2 separate regions of the Mus musculus genome follow, and region 2 is linked to region 1. The links are chromatin contacts, called in public HiChIP or PLAC-seq maps. All regions are on one chromosome and are shown on one strand. The core of a region is the stretch at or near the end of the contact, and the rest is flanking DNA. Distances in the headings are between cores, read along the strand shown.

Evidence for each region. HiChIP or PLAC-seq counts read pairs in DNA pulled down with a chosen protein or histone mark.
Region 2: a contact with region 1 is called in an H3K27ac HiChIP or PLAC-seq map of large pre-B cells, with 2.7 times the contacts expected there. The contact joins two enhancer-like sites. A contact is called at or near these places in 2 of 484 Hi-C or Micro-C datasets (the HL-1 cell line and granulocyte-monocyte progenitors) and 4 of 115 datasets of contacts at active chromatin or transcription factors (embryonic stem cells, fibro-adipogenic progenitors and large pre-B cells).

Annotation. Positions count from the first base shown.
Region 1 is chrX:159,767,578-159,772,308 of GRCm38.p6, forward strand. All of the region lies in intron 3 of Sh3kbp1 (SH3-domain kinase binding protein 1), which reads left to right. Among named protein-coding and RNA genes, the nearest start is that of Sh3kbp1, 140 kb to the left of the region's middle. Within about 2 kb of position 2,389, at least 29 of the 459 cell types and tissues checked have an H3K27ac peak or open chromatin away from gene starts, as enhancers often do.
Region 2 is chrX:159,907,020-159,911,156 of GRCm38.p6, forward strand. All of the region lies in intron 9 of Sh3kbp1 (SH3-domain kinase binding protein 1), which reads left to right. Among named protein-coding and RNA genes, the nearest start is that of Map3k15, 79 kb to the right of the region's middle. Within about 2 kb of position 2,627, at least 51 of the 459 cell types and tissues checked have an H3K27ac peak or open chromatin away from gene starts, as enhancers often do.

The DNA of each region.
Region 1 (4,731 bases), core at 1,139-3,638:
TATTCTTAGCAGGTCAGGCAGGGAAGCTGTGTCTTAGCATTCCCTTCATTCCTGCCTGTGATTTTGGACATTGTTCCTTAAAAAAATTTTTTTGATGAACACCAGTGAACACTCTATAACATGTGATTATTGCATGCCAACTGTGCACCCCATCTAGTGCCTGGTGCTTGTACAAAGACTAGAAAACAAGCAGGCAGCCCTGCCTGCAAGCACTTCAGGCCACATGGGAAATGTTGAGAGAGTACTGTCCATTCCTTACATCCCTTTAAAGGACAAGGTGGGGGTATATCTCTTATTTACTTTTGTCATTCTTAATGTGAAGCCACTCCGTGGGTTTCTGGTTGGCTTTATGTGTCCTTGTTTCTATTTCCAGTTTATCATGAATTCAGTGTTTGGTAAGTGTCTATTGTATTTTGTGCATTTCTTATCCTTTGCTATTACTACTGTTATTGTTATGCTCTTCTGATACAAAATGTATTTTATAATCATCTTTTTAAGCCGCTCTGCTACTTTGGCATCTGCCTTCTGAAAGATAAACTGCTTCTTACCATCTTTATTTAAGGTTATGCATTTGCACTTTAGTACCCTTTCCAGAGATAAACGCTCAAGGATCTGACAGTTTTAAGGATGTTATTGGTAACAGGTCTAGCTCTGATGCTGGGAGGTGAGATCATCTGTCTCACATGAGATTCTAGAGAGGATGGGGGTGGGGGGGACGGTTGCTCCCTGTACTGATATGTGGATCTGACTTTATAGAACATTGCTCTGTGAGTTCTGTTCTGGTACATTTAATCCTCCCGACAGATCTGACTCAAAGCCTTCCTTAGTGGAAGGACCAAATAAATGCTCTGCCCCTGGTGACACACTGTTGCTTTAAAGATCCGCATGGAAACCTTCAGAGTTCATTTTGCATGTGGATGGGTGGTACTTGCATGCCCTTCACATTAATATGGGCCTCACGTTTGCCACACAGAAGTGCTCTCCATTTGAGACTACTACCTGTAGCTATCCAAAGAATTTAACTAATGTGTAGCCTTCTTTTCATTGTTGTATCAGCAATAGTCATTTTGGTCCCTAAACAGATCTGGCCAAGTGACCACTCTCTCCTGTCACTTTTCCTGAAATGGAAATGTATTTTTTTTTAAGGCTTCCATTTCTTCATCATTTATCTTGGCTGCCTGGGATAATACACCAATGGAGCAATTACCCCTTGGACTGATTCATGAGACTCTGGGAGAGGGGGAGAGCATGTGCATATGTGTGGAGATATGCACACGCTAGCATGGAAAGCACATCATGGCTCAGAGGCTCAATGGCATGGAAAATATTTTTGGAGACAATGTCTCCTTATGTAGCCCAGGCTTACCTCAGGCTCTCTAGCGATTCCCTTGTTTCAGTCTCCAGATTCCAAGCATGCACCACCATGCCTGGCTGGCATGGCTCTTGAAGGCCTTGGGCTCTTTGTTGAAAATAATCTGTAAACAAAGGATACAAAAAGTGTTTGTGGATTTAGCTCAGTGGTAGAGTGCTTAATGCTGGTCTCTGTTCTTCCCTTTGGGGGAAAACACACACAAAGCAAAACCAGAAGAGCTCATTTGGCTTCCTGGTGATCTGTTATTTAAGGTCTATGCAAAAGCTGCGGTTTTGCTGGTAGAAAGGAGGAGGCCTTTTTCCTTTCAAATGTGAATTTTCCTGTAGCTAACTAGATATCTGAAAATGTGGCATTTTGTGTCAGATTCTCCTTGATCTGTTTAAAATCCCATGTTGATCTCACCGGAAGAGCTAGCTTTTATGGACTGACAGGGGAAGAGTTAACAGGAGGTATCAATGTTGTGTGGAAGGTATTGGTTATCACCAGAGCTGATCTTTCCTAAGGAAAATGAGAAGCTGGAAGTGAGGGCGTAGGAAAGAGAGTCACTTCATAGCATGCACACCTGCATATATATCTGGGTATGCATCTGCACTTCTTCCAGAGGCCTCCGTTCTGAGACCTTGTAACTAATAGCCCTGGCCATATTTTTAGGATGCTTTTATGCCTGTGTTAGGTTGATGGTGTATAATGTGTTATTCTTGCTCATTCATTAGTGAGTAGTCCTGCCAGCCTAGGGATACAACTGTGGAAGGGGATAGAAAGCAGCTCTCTGGAGGGTTGTAGCTATTGCACATCTGTGCTTTGTGTGTGTGTGTGTGTGTGTGTGTGTGTGTGTGTAAGTCATTGACAAAATTGGTATTTAGAATTGTTCTTCTATTATATATAACCCTTGAAACCCCTGTGCCCTGTCCCCAATACGTTAACACTACGTAGAGTGACAAGTATCCCACCACACTCATACTGGATTTCCACCCAAGTCAGTCCCTAAAAGACACTTGATATGGGTTTGAAGTGGTGGTACCACCTGGTGGCTTTCTGAGGAAACTTCTCCTCTTGCTCACCTTTGAGGCTGCCTTTGGCTCCCCAGACCCTGTGTTCGTTCTCATTTCATCCACCTCAGACCCACAGCTTCTCATTGTAGGCAAACATTCCCTTCAGCCCTCTGCTTTCTTGTCTAAGATTTGCTAATTGGACTCAGAATCTGTTTCATGATCTGAACTGGAACTTTAAGGGTTCTCTGGAAAGTCAGTTGTGTTGGATGGTGTTTTGCTGGGGCAAACATGTGAAGGAGTGTTTTCCTGAAGTGGACACAGGTGAAAGACTAAGGCAGCCCGGTGAAGGAACGTTTCACTGAAACAGAACACCACCAACATAACTGACTTTCCAGAGAGCTCTTAAGTTTCCATGTCAATGATCCTTGCTTTATTCTCCACTAACCAGGTTTTTCTTCAATTAGGAATTATATATAGCCAGAATCTTAGAATCTTGGCACTTGGGAGGCAGAGGCAGGTGATCAATCTCTCTCTCTCTCTCTCTCTCTCTCTCTCTCTCTCTCTCTCTCTCTCTCTGTGTGTGTGTGTGTGTGTGTGTGTGTATGTGTGTGTGTGTCTGTCTCTGTCTGTGTCTGTGTCTGTCTCTTTGTCTCTGTCTCTGTCTCTCTGTCTGTCTCTGTCTCTCTCTCTCTCTCTCTGTGTATGTGTATGTGTGTTTCCATGTTTTGTAACAAGATCTCACAATGTAGTCCAGCTGGCCTAGAATTTACTGTGCAGCCCATGCTGGTTTTGAACTTCTGATAGTCCTCTTCCCTCAACCTTCTGAGTGCTGGCATTACAGGCATGAGGTACCACACCCAGCTCTTTTTGATAACTATTAAAAAACAGAGACACCTATAGGCATGATTTTTGGTGCAGATATTAATTGAGACAAAACAAAGCTTCATGCTGAAATCCCTATAGGCGAGCCAAAGCCTCCTCCTCATGGCTCCAAGTACTCTTAATTACTTCTTCACATCTTGTTGAACCTGTGTTTCCTCTAAGGAGCAATATTTTTTATTACTCATGTTGTTTTCAGTTGCCAGCAGGCGATGGAAAGGGAAAGGCCAGCTGTCTTTGCTAGCTTCATGTTGGCTGGTGAATTCTGCTTACAGCCTCTTCATGCCTGGTTCGAATCATCCCCAGTTTGAATGTTAGGGACCATGATTATTTTGATAAGTAAAAAATGTCTGGTGGTAGATCTCATGATTTTTTTGTTGTTTGGGCTTTGTTTGCTTGTTTTTGGTTTGCTTGATAAAATGGCTGATGTACCTTATTTCAGCTGGACCTGTGGGTTAGTCTGGGAACTTAATGACCGTGTACAACTTAGTTCCTGTGGGAAGATGCATTTAGACTTACCAACCCTCTGCAGAAAGCACAGCAGACACCTAAATCCCTGTTTGATTTTTCATACTTCTGGCAATGAAGCCTTAACTTGGGAAAGTCATTAGGGATCGTCAGCTCCTCTGCAACAAGAGCAAACTTGAGCCGCACCCAGCAACATAGACTCTGGCATAATCCAATCAGAGCATTGTGCTCTGGGGGCAGGACTGCTGTACATTATATTGTACCATCATATAATAGAGTTCTTAGTTTGTCTAAATAAGCTGTGTTAGGGCTGGAAATATGGCTCAGTTGATGAAGTACTTGCTACACAAGCATGAGGACCAGAGTACCCATGATGATCAACATCTATAATTCCAGTGCTGGAGGCAGAAGCATTTCAGGGCCTTGCTGGCCAGTCACTCTACATGATTCAGTGAGCTTCAGGGTCAGTGAAAGATGCTGTGTCAAAAACCAAGATGGAGCTTGAGTATGCTTGTACCTGCCTTTAACCCTAGAACTTCTGAGGCAGAAGCAGGCAAGTTTGTATTAGGTTGAGGCTCACTTGATCCATATAGTATATTCCAAGCCAGCTAGTGATACTTAGTAAGACCCTGTTTCAACCAACCAACCAACCAACCAACCAACCAAAGTGGACTAGCGATAGAGGATAATCTTTTATGTTGACCTCTAGCCTCCATGCACATGTGCATGTGTAACTGCACATGTATGCACATACACAAACACAGAGCATCTATGTTGTAAAATGTAGTACTGTTGTATGTTTGCATGTGGTAGGAAGGCAATCTTGCACCAAGTATAGCATATTTAAATGGAAACCAGGCTAGCATTTCCAATGTTGTGTAGAGTTCCAACCCTAGGAAGTGCTTTACACAAGAGGCAGGAGATGAGACAGATGTGCAGTGAGGGGGAGGAAATTACCTGTCTGATGGTATTTCAGCTGTACTGCTGACACCCTCTTAGCGACTGCCAAACACATTAACA
Region 2 (4,137 bases), core at 1,377-3,876, 140 kb after region 1:
TCTCATCCCTAGGCATGTCCATTAGCCCTCAGAGATCTCCTGTAATTTTTCTACATTCTAAATGTGGCCAATAAAAAATTAAATATATGCCCCCCCATATAACCAGTTTTAGGAAAATAATCCCCTTACAGCATATCTGTCTCATGTATTTAGTTTCTCTGAGTGGTCTCATACACAGGAATTGAATTTGTCAAGCTGTTTTTTTTTATTTAAACAATTTTTATTAGATATTTTCTTGATTTACAATTCAAATGCTATCCTGCAAGTCCCCTATACCATCCCCTACCCTGCTTTCCAACCCACCCACTCCTGCTTCCTGACCCTGGCATTCCCCTGTACTGAGGTATATAATCTTCACAAGACCAAGGGCCTCTCCTCCCATTGATAGCCTACTAGGCCATCTTCTGCTACATATGCAGCTAGAGACACGAGTTCTGGGGGTACTGGTTAGTTCATATTGTTGTTCCACCTATAGGGTTGCAGACCTTTTCAGCTCCTTGGGTACTTTCTCTAGCTCCTCTTTTGGGAGCCCTGTGTTGCATCCAATAGATAAGTGGATATTAGCCCAGAAACTTAGAATACCCAAGATACAATTTGCAAAACACATGAAACTCAAGAAGAAGGAAGACCAAAGTGTGGATACTTTGTCCCTCCTTAGAATGGGGAACAAAATACCCATGTAAGGAGTTACAAAGACAAAGTTTGTAGCTGAGACTGAAGGAAGGACCATGCAGAGACTGCCCCACCCCGGGATCCATCCCATAATCAGCCACCAAATGCAGACACTATTGCATATGCCAGCAAGATTTTGCTGACATGATATAGCTGTCTCTTGTGAGGCTATGCTAGTGCCTGGCAAATACAGAAGTCAAGCTGTTTTTATGTCACCTATTTGATAAAGCCTCAGTGGTTTTCCCCAGATGGTATCACCTCTTCCTTCCCCAGCAGTATTTACAGTTCTCCCAGTTGAACATCTCATTTGTCATATTCTTGTCTATAGGGCTTATATTTCATTTTCCAGTTGGAACTTCTTTGAGCTGGTGTACCCCAAGCTTCTCCTTCATCATAACTATAGTGTATATGGTATAAAATTGGCAGATAATAGGATCTCTTTGTGTTTTGGTATTGTGTCAAATATGCCTACTTTTTCTTATGCGCTTTCTTTCCTGTCCATTGTTCCCTTTTGTACTAGTATAAAAGAAAAGGAAGAAGGAAGAGGGAATTCATAAAGCTTGCTCCTGTCACATTCCACTATCTAGACAAAGGGATGCCCAGGTCCTTCCACTAGACATAGGATCTGGATATATAATTAAGTTCTTACTTGCAGGGTGGGCTGAATGGAATAAAGGGGTGTGCTGAGATAACCTATTAGGAAGAAGCTCTATTACAGAGCCTAGATGACCCTAATAGGCCATGCATGAGATTGACCCAACCATAAGAGAGACTACAGATGCATACAATGTGGCTAGAGACTGAGATAGGAAACCAGCAAGAGATTCTCCTGAGAGGAGGTTATATGATGGTTCCCAGGCATCTCCTGTGCAGATGACAGTGCAGCTAGTTGTTTGAACTCTAGAAGGTACAGAGGAGCAGTTATAGACATTAATGTCACTCAGATTGTTGTCCTAGCTCCATGCTTTCAAAGTGTAGTGGGTCCTCCAGATACATTGGCACAGTAATAGCAGGACAGAGCCTCCCATCTTTCTCTACAATTGTGATGGGTGCCCTGGTCTGGAAAAACCCATTTGTAGCCTTTCCAGTCTCACATCTTAGCATGATACATGAAGATGTTTTCTAAGGTCCAAAGTTGCTAAAGATCTGAGCTACACTTTGTTTACCTCTTCCCCTAACCAAGCTCTGATTCTGTATTAGGATTTAAATAGGCTTGAGCTCTGTTCAAATTTGTGTTGGAGCTTGGTAGCATTATATCCTGACCATAGTTTTTCCTCTCTCTACTCCTCCCAGTACCACTGGTTAGTATATTATTGAAGACACCTGACTAATTTTTTCTTTTCTTTTCTTCCCTTTCTTTTCTTCCCTTTCCTTTCCTTTCCTTTCCTTTTCTTTCCTTTCCTTTCCGTTCCTTTTCCTTTCCCTTTTTTTTTTTTTTGGATTTGTGAGACAGGGTTTCTCTGTATAGCCCTGGCTGTCCTGGAACTCACTTTGCAGACCAGGCTGGCCTCAAACTCAGAAATTTGCCTGCCTCTGCCTCCCAAGTGCTGGGATTAAAGGTGTGCGCCACCACGCTCGGTGTTAATTTTCTTGAGACTGAATTAGTTTTCATGAAAATAGGTTGCAATCCTGCACCACACTTCGGGTTTTCTTGTATGTGGGCTGTTTCTACCTGTACTTTCTGCCCCTCCCACTTTCTGGCAGGAGTCGAAGTTGTAGAAAACCCTTATTATAAGCCAATCAGAAGCTAACACTGCATTTTTGGACTTTCAGAATGAAGAACCCAAATAAACTTCGTTTCTTCATAAATTACTCAGATTTAGGTGTTCTACAGCAACATCAAACTGGCTAAGCCATCTCCTTCTATCTAACGAACCATCAGGACCTGTCCTCAGACTATTTTTAGCAAAGCATATCTCAGTGGTTTGGAGGGGAGGAGCTATAAACTAGTTCATAGTGCAAAGCCACAGATGACAGTTCCTGCCAGGAGAAAGCAGTTGAGCCAGATGACGAGCTCCTTGGGTTGGAACAGGCAAGTCTTGTCAAACAAGGGGCAGAGTCAGTTTTGAAATCCTTCAGCAGGAAGCAGTTTGCCTTCCTGTTATCCATACTCTGGAACCTTCAGATATGTTTCCTTCCTGGTACTGTAATGGTAATAATCAAATATAGCTGGTTTGTCCTTTGAAGGATGGCAGGTTATTTCCGTTTGAAGCATATGCAGTCAGAGGTGAGCATACACATACTTAGATCTATGTGCCCTAAATACATGAGGTCACAGAAGGCTTTAGACTCCACAACAAATCAGGAAATGTTGCCTCTCTGGGTTTTATTGTTACTGGTATTTTCTTGTTGGTTTTTTAAAAAAATTAATTCTCTATGCCTAGACAGTGAGTGATAAGGTTTTTAGACTCCCTTGGCTACCAGCTGATTGTTGCAGTCCCCCTGAGCATCATCACCATGGCGGGGGCGGGGGGTGGTTCCTCCTATACTCATGGCCCCACATCCACTGCTCTGTTTTCAGCTCTTACCTAGAAGTCAAGCAGCCTAAAGCCACCCAAGTTTGGAACTGGGGTTTTGGTCTTTCACCAGGGAGAGAGGGATGAGAGAATAAATGGAATGATTGATTCTAAAAATGCAGAACTTTAAATGCTCGCCTGAGTTGAAGGAGCTAGTTTGTATGTAGCTGTTAAACTCCACAGAGGATCCCTAGACCTACTGCTGAACCTCATGCCATTGCCTTCTTCCAGCCACAGTTGAACATTTTGAAGAAAAGCAACTCTGGGGTCTGTTCATCTCTGTTTCTTCGAGAATCAGCAACTGCTGTGTTTCTTTATTATTGCCACATTTTTGCTGGTGATTTGCTGCTCTGCTTTTTCTGTCCTCGTCACCCAGTTTGGCATATTAAAATACAAAAGTAGGCCCATGTGCAGTACTTCCAAGTTTTGAGGAGTTAGTCTAGAGCCATATGGGTCTTGAAAGTGCAAGGAGGGGGATGTGGGAGGGTTTGGAGGGGGAAAGGGAAGAGTGAAATGATGTAATTATAATCAGTTGAACTTACTGAAACCAGAGAAAGTGGACTCAGTCCAAAAGCAGGATGGGGTGGGGGTGGGGAGAATAAACTCCCTCTGCTAGCTGGTACCTATCCAGTACTGACAGCTCATGGCTTGCAAACTAGCCCTTTCTTTTCAATCCTATCCGCCTCTGCAGTGGTCATGACACTCCTCATAAATGCAGACCCCGCCCCCTCCTGTTGCCACGCTCACAGGCATACTTTTTGGGACCACTTTTCACACTGTCTGTTATTACAAAATTTTCCATCCTCTCTCTCACCCTCCTTTGTCGTCTCTTCTTTTTCTTCCACCCAATTCCTTCCATGACACATTTCATGTATCGGCTGCAGTCCAAACCTTACACATCAAGAGGTTTTGGTTTTGGCTTGGTTTTGTTTTTACATGGCCCAGTAAT